Linked DNA regions of Mus musculus: regions 1, 2, 4 and 5 are each linked to region 3. The links are chromatin contacts, called in public Hi-C and HiChIP or PLAC-seq maps. All regions are on one chromosome and are shown on one strand. The core of a region is the stretch at or near the end of the contact, and the rest is flanking DNA. Distances in the headings are between cores, read along the strand shown. Region 1 overlaps 1700021L23Rik (RIKEN cDNA 1700021L23 gene). Region 2 has its middle 44 kb from the start of Gm52719. Region 3 has its middle 40 kb from the start of Rragc. Region 4 has its middle 44 kb from the start of Gm40242. Region 5 has its middle 7.6 kb from the start of Gm31830.

Evidence for each region. A called contact is a pair of places that touch in the nucleus more often than the background predicts. HiChIP or PLAC-seq counts read pairs in DNA pulled down with a chosen protein or histone mark.
Region 1: an H3K4me3 HiChIP or PLAC-seq map of embryonic basal ganglia shows a contact between it and region 3, with 3 times the contacts expected there. The contact joins two enhancer-like sites. A contact is called at or near these places in 7 of 484 Hi-C or Micro-C datasets (the G1E-ER4 cell line, cortical neurons, embryonic stem cells and 3 more), 6 of 115 datasets of contacts at active chromatin or transcription factors (embryonic basal ganglia, embryonic hindbrain, embryonic midbrain and 1 more) and 1 of 9 other capture datasets (embryonic stem cells).
Region 2: an H3K27ac HiChIP or PLAC-seq map of differentiating embryonic stem cells shows a contact between it and region 3, with 4 times the contacts expected there. The contact joins two enhancer-like sites. A contact is called at or near these places in 1 of 39 promoter capture datasets (hippocampal neurons), 2 of 15 datasets of contacts at CTCF or cohesin (the NIH/3T3 cell line and stem cell-derived epiblast-like cells), 9 of 484 Hi-C or Micro-C datasets (cerebral cortex, cortical neurons, embryonic stem cells and 2 more), 9 of 115 datasets of contacts at active chromatin or transcription factors (differentiating embryonic stem cells, embryonic basal ganglia, embryonic forebrain and 4 more) and 3 of 9 other capture datasets (embryonic stem cells, embryonic tail and embryonic trunk).
Region 4: a Hi-C map of cerebral cortex shows a contact between it and region 3, with 4 times the contacts expected there. The contact joins two enhancer-like sites. A contact is called at or near these places in 1 of 39 promoter capture datasets (hippocampal neurons), 3 of 15 datasets of contacts at CTCF or cohesin (the NIH/3T3 cell line, embryonic stem cells and stem cell-derived epiblast-like cells), 27 of 484 Hi-C or Micro-C datasets (the AML12 cell line, cardiomyocytes, cerebral cortex and 13 more), 15 of 115 datasets of contacts at active chromatin or transcription factors (astrocytes, craniofacial prominence, embryonic basal ganglia and 9 more) and 1 of 9 other capture datasets (embryonic stem cells).
Region 5: an H3K4me3 HiChIP or PLAC-seq map of forebrain shows a contact between it and region 3, with 14 times the contacts expected there. The contact joins two enhancer-like sites. A contact is called at or near these places in 1 of 15 datasets of contacts at CTCF or cohesin (the NIH/3T3 cell line), 3 of 484 Hi-C or Micro-C datasets (the STO cell line, nephron progenitors and neural progenitor cells), 8 of 115 datasets of contacts at active chromatin or transcription factors (bone marrow-derived macrophages, embryonic basal ganglia, embryonic forebrain and 4 more) and 1 of 9 other capture datasets (embryonic stem cells).

The regions. Positions count from the first base shown.
Region 1 is chr4:124,309,375-124,312,103 of GRCm38.p6, forward strand. All of the region lies in intron 4 of 1700021L23Rik (RIKEN cDNA 1700021L23 gene), which reads right to left. Among named protein-coding and RNA genes, the nearest start is that of Gm12916, 11 kb to the left of the region's middle. Within about 2 kb of position 1,442, at least 8 of the 459 cell types and tissues checked have an H3K27ac peak or open chromatin away from gene starts, as enhancers often do.
Region 2 is chr4:124,395,460-124,398,283 of GRCm38.p6, forward strand. No RefSeq gene overlaps it. Among named protein-coding and RNA genes, the nearest start is that of Gm52719, 44 kb to the left of the region's middle. Within about 2 kb of position 1,297, at least 9 of the 459 cell types and tissues checked have an H3K27ac peak or open chromatin away from gene starts, as enhancers often do. A contact at or near this core is called in differentiating embryonic stem cells, where this site is marked.
Region 3 is chr4:123,956,096-123,958,814 of GRCm38.p6, forward strand. No RefSeq gene overlaps it. Among named protein-coding and RNA genes, the nearest start is that of Rragc, 40 kb to the left of the region's middle. Within about 2 kb of position 1,291, at least 19 of the 459 cell types and tissues checked have an H3K27ac peak or open chromatin away from gene starts, as enhancers often do. A contact at or near this core is called in cerebral cortex and differentiating embryonic stem cells, where this site is marked.
Region 4 is chr4:124,227,398-124,230,193 of GRCm38.p6, forward strand. No RefSeq gene overlaps it. Among named protein-coding and RNA genes, the nearest start is that of Gm40242, 44 kb to the right of the region's middle. Within about 2 kb of position 1,339, at least 12 of the 459 cell types and tissues checked have an H3K27ac peak or open chromatin away from gene starts, as enhancers often do. A contact at or near this core is called in cerebral cortex, where this site is marked.
Region 5 is chr4:124,442,183-124,444,882 of GRCm38.p6, forward strand. No RefSeq gene overlaps it. Among named protein-coding and RNA genes, the nearest start is that of Gm31830, 7.6 kb to the right of the region's middle. Within about 2 kb of position 1,344, at least 19 of the 459 cell types and tissues checked have an H3K27ac peak or open chromatin away from gene starts, as enhancers often do.

The DNA.
Region 1 (2,729 bases), core at 192-2,691, 350 kb after region 3:
GAGCAGGAAGCCATAATGCAATTTCCAATCTTCCATCCGGTTGGCTTGGGAGAAAGATCTGAGCTGTTCAGGGCACCCAAAGGGACCAAAGGGGGAGAAGAGGAGTGAGGGGCTAGGAAACCAGGCAAAGGGAAGAGAGGGGAAGAGGAAGGAAAGAGGAAGAGGAAAGCAGGGGAAAGAAGTCCCGAGGAACACTGAAACCTGGGAACAGATGGGGCCCCGTGGTGTTACACTATGACAGACCTGGTAAAGCCGTCTTATGAAATGCTCTGGCTTTGGGAGCTAGGAAGAAGGCACAAACAGTAAAGTGTTTGCTTTGTTAATGTAGGGATGACCCCATGTAATTCTATCCTCAGGAACTACATTTAAAAAAATACAGGCATTGAGGTACACATTTGTGATCCTGGTGATTGGGGGGTGGAGGCAGTCATCCCGGGGGCTCACTCATCAGCCATCCTAGCCTACTTGGTGGGTTCTAGACCCGCGAGAGATCCTAACTCCAAAATTAATAAAGGTGGATAGACCCACAGAATGATACCTGATGTCGGCTCCTTGACTCTAATATGCACTAGTCCTCCCTGGGATGCACATACACTCCAAATATTCTCTGTTTCATCCTTCAACGAAACGTCCTGCTTCACAATACGACTCTGCTCGGTCCCAACCCACTCTCTGAACTCCTTCCCTGTACTGCCTGGCTCCTTCAGCCTCTGGAAGGGGCCTACTCAGAGTCCTCTCAGGCCTACTGAGAATCCTAGTTATGTCACTCAGCTCAGCCCACTGCGCCGAGTTTGGAGAAAAAGGGAAGGAGTGAGGGAGAGGCCAAAGAAGAGGGTCCCTTTATCAGAACCCAAGGGACTGGAGTCCCAGCCTGATCTAGTTTATTCTGCCCCAAGAGTCAGAAGCATAGCCCTATCCCTAATGTTCTGAACGTTAGAACAACCTCTGCTCAGACTCTCATGCCCCGTTCCAAGTAGCAAGGAATGGTTCACAATGCTCTGGAACAGCCTGTGGTGTCTACAGCTTAGAGGTGAGTGGTTCTGGCTGTGACGAGGGTCCGGGCCCTCAGGCAGGTTCTGTGTCTTCTCAGCTGGCCAGCACTGCCCTCCTTGTTTTCCTGCAACTCTTGGGCCTCCATCTCCTCAGGAAGCTCCAGGCAAGAGCAGATAAAGTCAAAGATGTCAGGAGGGCTTGTACAGTGATTCAGACCCTGGTTGCAGGAAGGAGGAGCTCAGGGGAAATTCCTTTATCTGTGTTTCTGGCTCAGCGGTGGCAGTAGGCAGGGATGAGGGGACATGGATTGCTTGTCTTCCCATGTAGGGACAGGTCCTTCAGGGAGCTCCGGCTGCTTCCAGCTTGGCCGTGCTGGGTGGGGCCCGAGGGGGCCGTCGTGGCAGCTGTGGGCTGCACCGAGGCCTGTCAAGGAGGAATGATTAATGAACAGCCACACAGCTGAGGCTAACCTTTGGAGAGCCGAGCAGGGCATCTGCAGAACTGTCAGGTTCTGACAAGGACAGAGCTGAACAACCAATTATGCCGCCATCACTAAGGTGGGCTGTCACTTTAATCCCAGCCATTCACTTAGGCAAGGACAGGGAAATTTCTCCTCTGCCGAGGGAGGCAAGCGCCTTGGCCACCTTAACCGTTTCAGGACAGGACAGAGACTCGTGTTGGGAACTAACAAGGTTGCCTACTTCTAGGCTCCCCCTGGTTCACATTCTCTCTTTCTTACTGGCCAGAGGGGATAGGATGCCAGAGAGTTGCCTTCTGTCTCTCTCCTTCCTCTCTCTCTGCCTTCCACTGAGCCAGCTCCTTACCCAGCACTTCGGTGCCTCTCATCCCAGATGTTCATTCAACCATTCACTCGATGAGCAATTACCTAGCAATCCTTTGGTGTGGAGTGGGCATTCTGCTACCTACAGGTCCAAGTAATTAAGAATAAAAGAGTCCTTACCCTTTAGAAGCTTGCTGTCTCAGAGCAGTGGCAGAGAAGTAAGTCTGCATAGAATACAGGATTGCTGATCTAAACAGCAATGGGATGCCACAGTAAGCGAGAGGCAGCAGGGAACACTCCAGCTGCGGGGTCTGGGTAATCCTAGGCTCCATGTAAATGCTAGGCTGGTTCAGGGATGTCCAGTCTTTTCACATTATGATACGACATTGTCATCTTCAAATGTTCCGTTTGAGGGATGGAGAGATGATCCAGTGCCACACAAGTGAGAGGAACAGAAGTTACATCTTCAGGACCTGTGTAAAGCCAGATCGGGTAACATTCTTGTAATCACTGCGGTCCTACAGCAAGATGGGAGGCAGAAACATGAGAATTTCTGGAAGCTAGAAACCAGTTATCCTTACACACAAGAAAGCCTGTCTTAACTAGGACAGAAGACAAGATGGATGGATGCCTGAGGTCCTCTGAGCTCCACATACACGCCCTGGCCCACACATGCCCACACTCATACCACAAACACACCAGTCTGATCCAGGCAATCTCCCTGAGCAACTCTAGGTTGTGTTGAGTCAGCAATAAAAATTAACCGGGGAAAACACATCACAAGCTAATCGTAGAGAAACATTTTTAAAATGCCTCAATGATAAAAGCCCATCTCGTATTAACAGACCCCCTTTAAGGGTATTCATAATCTTCTATTCAAAAGCTAACAGGAGGGAGTGAAGTTATATCTTTAAAGATCAAAGCAATCAACCCACTTCAACAATTTTGCATTCTA
Region 2 (2,824 bases), core at 47-2,546, 440 kb after region 3:
TAAAACAAATCAATATGCTTTCTAAAATTTAGTCTCAGCTAAACAGCTGTGACAGTTCATAGCAACCTGAACTTACAGTGAACCCACCCTACGTATAAATAAAGCCTTTGATGTCTTCATTAGTTTCTCTCATGCCATTTTTCCACAGTCTATCAGGCTAAGTGCTTTGCAACTTATATATATTTTTGCAGGAGGAGTATTTAACCTTCTGATTAGTCACCGCAAGCAGCACAATGACAGAAACCCTGATTTTGCACACAATGAATTTATTGATAGATTTAGCCCATTAGCTGTATTTACCTGTCAGTTCTATGGACACTAATGAGTTGTTTTTCAAGGACTAATGAGAACTGTAATGGCTAATGGATGTTTACAGCTTCACCGCGCCGCGCCATGTGATGCCGTGAACACCCGCTCCTGTCCCTCCGAGTCTTTAATTGGCACCATCAGAGGACTCTTTAATTACATTTGAGCAGACAATGAAGATCCTGCCCAAATCAGTGGGAGGAAGTGGCAGGATTCCACAGGAGACCGGACACTCAAGATGGGCACCAGCCTGACCCGCCAGCCAGCTCTCTGACTTCCCCGGGACACACTTGAGTGGCAGGAGGTGCTGAAACAATGTCCAAGTCAGATGTGTACCTCCCAATCTGCCTGCCAACTCGTCCTCCAGGCTCTGTAGAGCAAGACTGATGGTCATTGTCCAGACATGGGACACAGACTACACGTGGAGACCACTCCAGGCATTGGAAAAGGGATCAACTTTGGGCCCCTGGGCTTTGTTAAACTTTTTGATCCTCAAGGTCATGTCTTCCTATGTGTTAGGTACAAAAATAGAGCTGTCGTTAATGTCAGTGTCAGCCAGAAGTTGGCATTAGCAAGAGAGTTGGCTCATGATGAACTTACAAAGAAGTTGAGCTGTGCGATACTTTCTCAGTCACTCATGGGTCTGTCCACTCATTCAGCATTTAGTGAGGATCCACTGAGGACAGAAAGAATCCCTCAGACGCTAGAAGTACGGTAGTAGGGAAAGACAACTTATAGGTATAGTTTTAAATCGTGCTATATTGTTTGAAAAAAATGAAAGCACGCGCTTTTCAACTGCCTAAAAGTCAGCTGAACAAATCCTGTTTTGATGCCAAGGCTTCATCCTTGCTGACCTATTAAGTGGTTCTGATCAGAATCTATATGACAGAGGCTGAGGAACACCTCAGTAGGTCTCTCTTCAGTAGAACTCTCTTCAGTAGGTCAAGCAGCCATTGATCGATCAGCTCCGCTGATCAATTGATCTTCCCTGGGAGGGGCTGGTGAAAAGGAGGAGGAGCCTGTGAACAGTGTGGTCATGGGTGTGGTTATGTGGATGGCAATCCTGAAGAAATGCAAACTGGTAGGATGGCAATGGGGAATTGGAGTGTTACTGAGAGAGGACATCTGCTTGTCAACCCAATGGAATTACACAAAGATCGCTGGGCACAGGACACAGCGGCCAACTGGTTGAAACCCAATCTCCCTGTGAGTGAATCTGCTATCAGCCTTGACCTTCCTCGGTACCTCACCCAGCGCCGGGAGGAAAGTCTGCCCTCTCTTGGTGCTTCCTATGAGCTGTGAACATATTCAATCCAGTGAGGATGCTGCTAGTGAAATGAGAACAGCAGTTTCCATAGAGAAGTGGGGGGCGGGAGCCAGATTGCACAAGGATTAAGGAAGGAGTGGGCGGTGAGGAAACGGCAGCGGTGACAAGTGAGTGATGGAGACGGATAGAGCAGTCACTCAAGGGGGTCAGGGGGCCCGAACACATCCAGAAGTTTCTAGAAAGATGTCAGCCAAAAGGGAAAGATGGGAAATGAAAGAAAAGGAGGTGACTGATGGAGTACTGTCCCAGCGGGATCAGGGGTGCAGTGAGAAGAGAATTACAGAGGAAGAGGGTTGGGCCTCAGAACAAGAGAGAGATTCTGCCCTGGCGTTTGTGGCTCGGAACTGGAGGACAGTAAGGCTCTGCCACTCCTTATTTTGTTCTCTGAGAAGACCAAGAGATAACACTTGTCTCCGGTGCCTGGAGGAGAGCAGAGAAGGTCAGAGCAGTCCCACTTGGACTGTCAGAGACGTCACTCAGAACAAAAGGATTTGTGATGTTCCTGGCTGGGGCCTCACAGTAACCACTCAGTCAACACAGTTGGCAGAGCTGTCTGCTCTGCCCAAGAAGAAATAGCCAAGTGAGTTTCCCAGAATCCAAGATGAGCAGGGAGCTGCGGGTCTAGGGCTGAAGCTGCTTAGGGGTTATAAGACATGGACCATGCATGGGGCTTCAAGTTGTCAATCTAGAGATGGGTGAAGGGCTACAAGGAAGCGGGGACAAGACACTGTTGATGAACGCAAGGCCTTTGGGAGGAATGGAACAGAAAGGCTGTTGGGATTTCAAGATCAACTCAGCTCAAGAGCTAACAGCACTGCCCTGCCCCAGAGTTGAGTCTTCCCTTGCCTCATTCCCAAAGGCCATCTTCACCTAAGAGAGCAGATTTTTCTCTTCTCTGTGGCAAACAGGGGTCAGCCTTAATTATGCTACCCCACCAAGCCTCACATCTGCTGCTCTTCAGGTGATCTTAGCCAGAGACCAAAAAAAAAAAACAAAAAAAAAAAACCAAAAACAAAAACAAAAAAACCAGCACAGCTGGTGCTCATTTCTCAAGCCTCTGGCATCTTGGGTAGTGAGATCCTTAGTACCTCAAGGGTCTGGAACACAGTGCAACACCCTGGATCCCACCAACCAGAGGGAAGATCCAAGCTCTCCCAGTATGGGGAGCAAAAACTCGACGGACAGTTGGCC
Region 3 (2,719 bases), core at 41-2,540:
TGATGTATGGATTTACTAGTGACCATGAACTGTTTCCTTGGTAATATGGAGGTTCACCACGTGTGACTCTCCAAACCACATGGAGGGCGCATGCTTATAATCATGGCACTTCAAGACTTAGGGGGATTGTGAGTGGATTCCGGGCCAGCCTGGACTGCATCTTCTATCAAGAAGATGTCTCCATCAGGAGACAGGGGTCTTGGCCATTTTGTCATTTGGATCTTACATTCAAAAGCACGTTAGAAGAAGGGTCTGTGTTAACCAGAGACTTGCCATTTTCCATGAAATCATGTCAAAGAAGTCTGGGGAAGAGAAGTTTGCTAACACAAGCAAAGTCATCCGTGTGCCTCTGTGGAGCGTGCCCTAGCCTTAGCACCCACGCCTCTGCAGATGGCTCCGAGCCTGGGGCTGCCTGCTCTGAGTACCTTGTGCTGAATGGGGAGGGGGAAATGAAGCCATCTTTGCTGTTCCTGTCAGCCGGGCTGGCTGGACTACAGTCTTCTGGCCTCTTTCTTTACCCCCTGGCCCTCAGCTTATCTAGCACACCCTGTCACCGGGCAGCCCAGTGGCAGCCGCAGATGCGAATTTGTGCTCCCCGAATGGCTTTCAAGCATTTATTCACTTATTTAAAGCTCACCATTTAAAGAAATGCCTTAGCACAGGTAGGGCAGCCAACACTTACAGAGAGGTCGGTGAAGGTTCCCAGAGTCCTCATGGAACCAAGCCAGAAGGAAAAGACCAAGTAGGGGAAGCCCTTGCTGAGCCTAAGGAGGCGCCGCGGGGAGGCCCGCCTTCCTGGAAAGCCAGGCTTGGAATTGTCTTCAAAAGCTGCAACGCAGCCCCCGGAGTTTGAGCAGGAATAAATCATTAGCATTTTATTTACAGTTCTGGGTTTACAATTCCTAGAAAATGATCCTGCTGTTCAGAGCGGATCTCTGCTTTCCGGGCTTCCACTGCATCTCCTTCCATCTTCCTTGTTTGGGGGACCAGATTGGCTCTTTGCTTGGATAAGAGTGTGGGACAATGGTCTGGAGAAGGAGGGGGCAACGACCGTGAGTCCCGCATTTTCCGACACTCGAATGAAGAGGTTCTATCCAGTTGGTTTACCAGGAAGTGAGGCTTAATCCAGAGAGGGTTGTTGGATGAGATCACACAGATCGAGCTGAATTTTGATCCCTGAGTCCTGCCTTCCAAATGAGCCAAGCGGGCGCAGACCCGGGAGCCTAGGGCTTTGGGCCGGACTCGAGTCCCCGACCCCACCCGCTGCGCCCGCTAGATGGCAGCCTCGGTCTCCGCCCGGGATTAGCCCGGGCGCGGTGACTGCACTAGCCAGTCTGGCTGGAGGCCCTGAGGATGGCTTCGTAGGAGGAGGCATTGGCACCCAAGACCTGGCTTGCAGGATGGCCAATAGAAGGGAGAGGCTGGCAGCTGTCTTGCAGCTAGGATAGATCATCGTCTTGGAGAGCTGTCCTAGGTGATCAGCTTGGGAAGTGACAGACGCAAGGACAGGGAGAGAGGGTGCCTTAGATCCAGGCTGACAGACAGGGGACTCTACTCCAGCAGGCTGACCCACTGCAGTTAGATTTAGTCCCTGTCTATGGTTGACACTTCCCAGTCATCTCAATTGCTTTTAGATTTGAGTGTTCGGTATTTCACATTATCCTGGCCTTCCTCTGAGCCAAAACGATGCCCCTCACAGGATCCACAATGCCCAATCCACAGCTACACCTTTGGATAGACAGAGATTGGAGCATCTCTGAGGCCACTGAGACTTGGGGTCCTGGGCCCAGCTACAACGGAAACAGACTGTGTATGCAGGGAACTCGGTGTTGTAGGAACCATGATCCTCCTAAGGAGGGAGAGAGTGGGACCCAGGGAGTTGGTTCTGTCCCTGGAGTGCATGACTTCATGAGTTCAATTTATTGATCTCGTTCTGTTAGGTTCAAAGTCTTACGGTCTCTGACTTCAAGGGCATTGCTGTTCCAGATCCACCTCCTGGTTGGATAAGATCCAAATAGTTCCCCTGGCTTCCTCTTCAGCCCAGTTCTCTGGCAGGAGGCAACTTTTCCCTTCTAAGAGAAGTAGGACTCAGCCTGGCCCTGGCTTCATCTACCTGCTGTCTTAGGTGGCAACAACAGAATTGTGATTCAGGTCCTGGACTTTGTCCTTGAACCCTGGAAGTGGGGATGTTCAGGTCTAGAGGGAAAAAAAGCTTGCTTTTGCTACAGTGGTTGGAATTTTCCAGAACTCTTGCTACTTCAGAACCTACTGGAAAGACTTTTCCACTTTATTATTTTTTAATTAAAAAATCTGCATTATTATTTATGTTGTGTACACAAGCTCTCGTGGACTCAGGTCGCCTCTCCCACTCACTGGTTTCCCTACTTTAAATCCCAAAGTCCTTCAAGAGTTTACTCACCTGAAGCTTTGATCCCAGGGTGTGTGGACCATTAGGCCTCAGGAGCAGAGTTGGGTGTCTGGGAACATGGGTGTCCTTGGGTAGGGGAGGGTCCCCAGGCCACATTTCCCCCTACAGGTCAAGCTAGAGGAGGCCAGCCGGGAAATGGAACTAGGAATGTCCCCTGATCTTCTCAGTCACCCTAAGGAAAACGGTCTGGCCTGCTGCTCAGCACAGGGAACTGTGGGAATTGCTATCCACCACATGGCCCTTGGTTAACATCACAATTTCCACGATAGAGCTGCTCTCTAATGGAGCCTG
Region 4 (2,796 bases), core at 89-2,588, 270 kb after region 3:
GTGTCCATCAAGTGGATAACTGAAGAGAAGAAGAAATTAGCACAAGATGCAACACCCTTCAGCTTGAAAAAAACGGCATTCTGATGCACGAAGACGACTCTGGAAAGCATTTCTCTGCTCGAAGGATCTGTACAGTGCACTGAGAGTCTACTTACAGGGGCTGCGTAGAATGGGAGACTTCAGATAGGAAGTAGAAGGCAGCTCACCAAGAGCTGAGATGAGAGAAGAAATCTTTGTAGAAATTGGTGGTGGTGGTAGTGGTAGTGGTGGTCTTTGAGCAGCTTTGGGAGGATACACTGAATGCCGCTGAATTACACACACAAAAATTCACATTAAAATGATTAGAATGGTAAAATGTATGCATCTTTTATCACAACTGAGGAAACATTTTTTTTCTGCATGTAAGAAATCTTACCTTAGGTCTCATTAATTTAAAATTTTTTATTAAAATAGCTTTATTATATTTTCTCCCTCTTAAAATAACATTTAATTGGATGCTATAGTTAGTAATTATGTGATAACTACCAATGTGTTTCTATTAATGCCACATTAATGTATCGATATAACATAGTTTCCCAATGAAGGAAAAATTAAAAATGTGGATCAACCAAAAACAAAGTTAGAATACTCATTTTCATAGAGATACCACTTGACCGACCTCCGCGCCCATCTTTCCAGGTCACTTCCCACGTTACGTCTTCCCAACCCCCACCCCCACCCCCAGTTTGGTTCATTTTTATACTCTTCTATTATTTCACAGGACCCTGAGTGGTCACTTTCTTCCTGGTGGGTTCTCACCGACTACGTCAGACTTTAGTCTTTCCCATCTAGTGGGGGAAGGGGACACTTTCTAAAACCAACTGAAGTGACAAAACACTGCGAAGAAGCCAAGAAATGTGTGAGCGGAATGCTCAGATTCACGCTGAGACCATTTGGAAGTCGGGCTGGAACGAACAACTTTAAATAATACACTGTGCCCAGAAGTCTCTGAAGACGTGTGGCCAAAGCAGTGATGGCTTAGTCCACACGCAGCACAGAAGAACATGACATTTTTTTAGCTTCTATTAATCTTTTGTTCTAGCCTCTTAGTTGGATTGTAGGGCAAGGACAAGTAGGGGTCGGGGGTAGGATTCCTGATGAGCAAATTGCTTATCTGTGGAAACCAGAGTCTTGTGTCTTCCCAAGCTCCTCTTTTAGCTTCGCCTTTACCTTTTGGGTCCCACAGAGGGGCTCTACATGCGAATGATCCAAGGAATTTCTGTTCTAGGGTGTCCTTTTTCATGATTAAACACCATACGCTCGGCAGGGGGCGCTCTGCGTGTACTTGAGCGGGCTAAGTCGAGGTAGGCGTAGGAGGTTCCCCTTCAGGGAGCTTCGCCCTCTGTGCTCTGTCTGGTTGTGCAGGAGGAGACCAACGTTGCTGGAGCTTTCCGATCTCGCTTGTAGGGTCAGGAGAAGGGCCGAAGGGAGCCGGTTTCTAGGGCCAGGGCTGCTAAGTTGCTGATTTGGCATCACCCAATATTCTCCCGAGGGCCGTCTGTCTCACTTCTCAAATATAGCTTCAATAATGCAGACCTTCTATTTTGATGACTTGAGGTTTTCTTAAGTACATCCAATAATTTCCATTTCCTCTTGGCTCTTTGGCTCTATTCCACGAAGCTTCATCTACCTGTGACCTGGAGCCACGGTGCCTACTCTAACTGGCTTCCTTTTGTATCCAATGCTTCTCCTTAAATATCACCCCGTGTGGTGTGGGCTATGCCAAGGCTGCTCTGCGCTATGGGAGACAACGTTTTGTTTTGTATAATTTCGTCCCCTGGGGAACATTCCAGATGGCCCTCAAGCTCACCCTGATCCTCTCAGTAGTTCCGCTCCATATTTAAAGCTATTATAATGCTTTCTCCAAATAGTTCTTAAAGATCCATTAATCAATTCACTCATTCAACAAATATTTATAAAGCACTTATATTCCAGGGCCCTGTTAAGCATGGGGCGTATTTATGAATGAAAAAGAAAATACTCATCCCTGAGTTCAACTAAAGTGAAGATTAAAATAGGCAGGTTCTCTGCTTTCTATATGTTCTTACTAGCAATGGTTTCTAGACCGTTGAAGGTAGAGGAACAGGGCCTGGGACCAAGGGGGCAGGCGATGGGAACCCCTCTCTATTCATACGAAGCTGTGGTCTTCCTATCTCCAGGCGTGGCTTCTCCCCTCTTGTCAAGTGTGCTTTGCATTCTTTCTGTGCTCCCCCACCCCACCCCAATTCCCCTGACTTCAGTTGCCCCCCGTTTCTGTAAATCCTCAACCTGTTTCTCAGGATGGAATTTTCCCCAAGCTCCAGTGCCCCCAACACCTGTTGGATGCATGCCCACCTGACGACATCCACTTGAGTATGGAAACATTATTCTTCAAAACCTGCTACCTCCGTCAATCTGCTGTCCCAAATGAATACCTGCAGCGCCAGCAGCCATCCCAGTAACTTTCCATTACTGCAGGTGTTCCCCATGCCCCTGTCTCAGAAGTTGACTCTTTTGTGGCAGGGTCTTCCTCTAAGCCAGACTATAATCCACATTCACCATGCAACCAAGGCTAGTGTTGCTCCTATCCTGGGTGCTAGGACTACAGGCGTGTACCGTTTTCTGAAATGTCTGACTGATAGAAGTTGATCCATTTTTTTGAGTGTTTTGCCTCTTCTCTGGGTGTTCATCACTACCTGCTCACCCTTATACTGGCTGGTGGCTTTCCAGCTGTGTTTATTGCATCCTTTCAGGGGCTTCCAAAGTTGGCATGGAAAA
Region 5 (2,700 bases), core at 94-2,593, 490 kb after region 3:
GGGGAGGGCTGGGGAGAGGCAGGCCTTGAATCGATAGGCAGCCCACATGGCCCCTCCCAATGGCGATCAATGCCTCTTCCTGCTGATTCCTGATTCCAGAGCATCCAGTTGTGAGTGTGTGTTTGTGCGCGTGCGTGCGTTCGTGCATGTGTTACAGGATGGGATATGGCCTTAGGACCATGACCCCTAGCTCCAGTTTTTACTCAAGGCATCTGGCCCAAGAAGCCCACTGAAACAGACATGTCAGAATAGCAGTCACCACCAGCCCATTCCCCATACTGACAAACTCTAGCAGTTTTTCTTCCATCTAAAGAGCTGTAGTGAGCCCACCCACAGAAACTTAGTCTAAAAAGCAGGTGGCCCCACTGAAGGCTCCCATTTCTCCGGTCACTGCTCTGTTCTGCTTTGTGATATGGGCCAGAAACTCTGGGGCAAGCTAAAACAGCCTCAAGAACAGTCTCTCTCTCCCTGCCCCCAATTTGTGTCTGTGTCTAGGTGTGTCTGTCTCTTCCTTTCCTAAATACACAAAATGATGTTACAGTAAACACGTGAAAGAGCCCTCGCAGCTAACTACACTCAGTCCATTTTAAAGCCAGGGGGGCTGGAGTATAGAAGGGGTCTGACAGCAACCCTTAAGGTCACTCAACAAAGATGACCACCTGGGGAGGATAGGTCAGGACTGACAGCCTCTCCCCCGGGGCCTCCGGAGCAATGGGGCTCTGCAGCCCTGGCCAACAAAACTGTAACGCTGTGTGTAAGCACAGCGTTACAGTAACCACCAGGTCAGGAGCTGTGTGACCCGTGGCTGCAGCACCCGGAGGTACACACAGCAGCTGCACGGGTGCCCAGGGTCCCTAACCCCTAGCACAGTTCCTTGGCTACTGTCCAGTCTGTAACACAGCTGGAGAGTCAAGGCATAGTTAGCATCCTTATTCAAACAGCAAGAAGACTGGGGGGTGGAACACTGTGGCAAAAGAGACCTTGGGCTGCGTGGAGAGAGACCGCCGGCCGGCCTGCTTCCTGACCCTAGGAGGTAGAGATTAGGGACTCTGATGAGTTTGTCAGGGAAGGGGCCTGTTTACTCAAGTTGCCTAAGTGCAAGCAACACACCACTAAAGCTGAGGCCGGAGAACAAGCTGCACGAAGCATGTTGTGGGCCAAGGTCTAGTAAGAAATATTTCATACACTTCAGACTGTGCATCGGGTCTCTGTCCCAGACTCCTTTTTGGTTTTCTTTATAAATGTAAAAAAAAAAAAAAAAAAAAAGCAGACAGCATGTCGGGCGACGGGTGGGAGGCAGGCTGTGAGCTGGAATTGACCCACGGGCCCCACAGTTTGCTACCCACTGGTCTGACTAGTCCCCTGGGGCTAAGGGAAAAGCTGTTTGGCATCTCTAAAAGAACAGAGAGGCCAGAGAGGAGGGTGGATGCTGCACAGATACTAAGACCAAGCTGGAGCCATAACCCAGAGCAAGGGCAGAGGTGTCAAAAGCAGCAGAATGAGGCTGGGCAGGGCCTAGGTGCAGCTGTGAGGGAGCCAGGCCAGACCCCTACATTCCCCCCTCAGCGAGAATCAATAACGATTTGAATTTCTTTCATCTGAGCAGGGATAGCAACACACGCAAACACAGAGAGGGAAAAGGCATTGATTCCTCCCAGCTGCCGCCAAGCCCTCCTCACCGTTCCGACACCCCCCCAGCCCCCCCCCCCACCATCTGGCCTCCCCTCCCCCAGACCCCTCGCACTCAGCATCCTCTCCCTGTCTGCGCCGCCACTCCTGTATCCACTCTGCAAAACCCTGGGGACACCAGAGGCAGGGAGTCCTGCCAGGGTACTGCAATCCTCCACATACCACATCATCAAGACCCCGCTGAGTTAAGGCCCCCCAGAATGGGACAAGGCTGAGCTCCACTTGGGGGACCTACACCTCCTGAGGATACCTGAGCTTTATCCCTCGTGCCAGGCCCCCACCCACCACCCTGCTGGTTTCAGAAATCCGTGGGGTTTTTTGTTGTTTTTTTTTTTTTTTTTTTTTTTTTTTTTTTTTTTGCGTATTCATGCATCTGAGAGACAAAGCAGGTATGTCAGGATTGGCTTCTCCGCAGAGTGTGATTTTGGATTCCGCCAACATCGGAGTGGTTCCCTGAGGTGTCAGATAATGGATTTCCTGGGGAGAAACAGGAGGCAGATGTGTGGTTAGAAGAATAAGGACTGAGGGGCAGTGCAAGCCAAAAAGGGGTACAAAAGCGAAGAAGGTAAAGAGCGGAAAGAAAAGGTCTCCTTTCTGTGCATCATAAAGGTCATGACCAGCACCCCAGAGCAAAACACCGGATAACAGAGAAAAACACCGGATAACCGAGAAAAGCACCACAAACTTACTTGCTCGCTGGTTTAGGTGACTCGAGCCTTCCCAGTGAAGACCCAAAAGCCCTTGTTTATCTCTAGCATCAAAGAAGAGGGGGTGACCTGTGAGAGGGCTCCCTGAAAACTGTGGGCCAGGACTCTGGGGGAGCTGAGCAGGTCTGCAGAGTCTTCTGCCCCACCCCACCCCCCACTGTAGCATTCTGTTCTCCTAGGTATGAGAGATGCAGAGCTGTTTGGAAATGAGAAAATAAATTTCTTTCTGGATGGCTCTTATATGTAAAGGTGGGTGGGAGGTTAGAAAAGAACATTTTATGCTTGGCTTTAGGGGACAGGATTC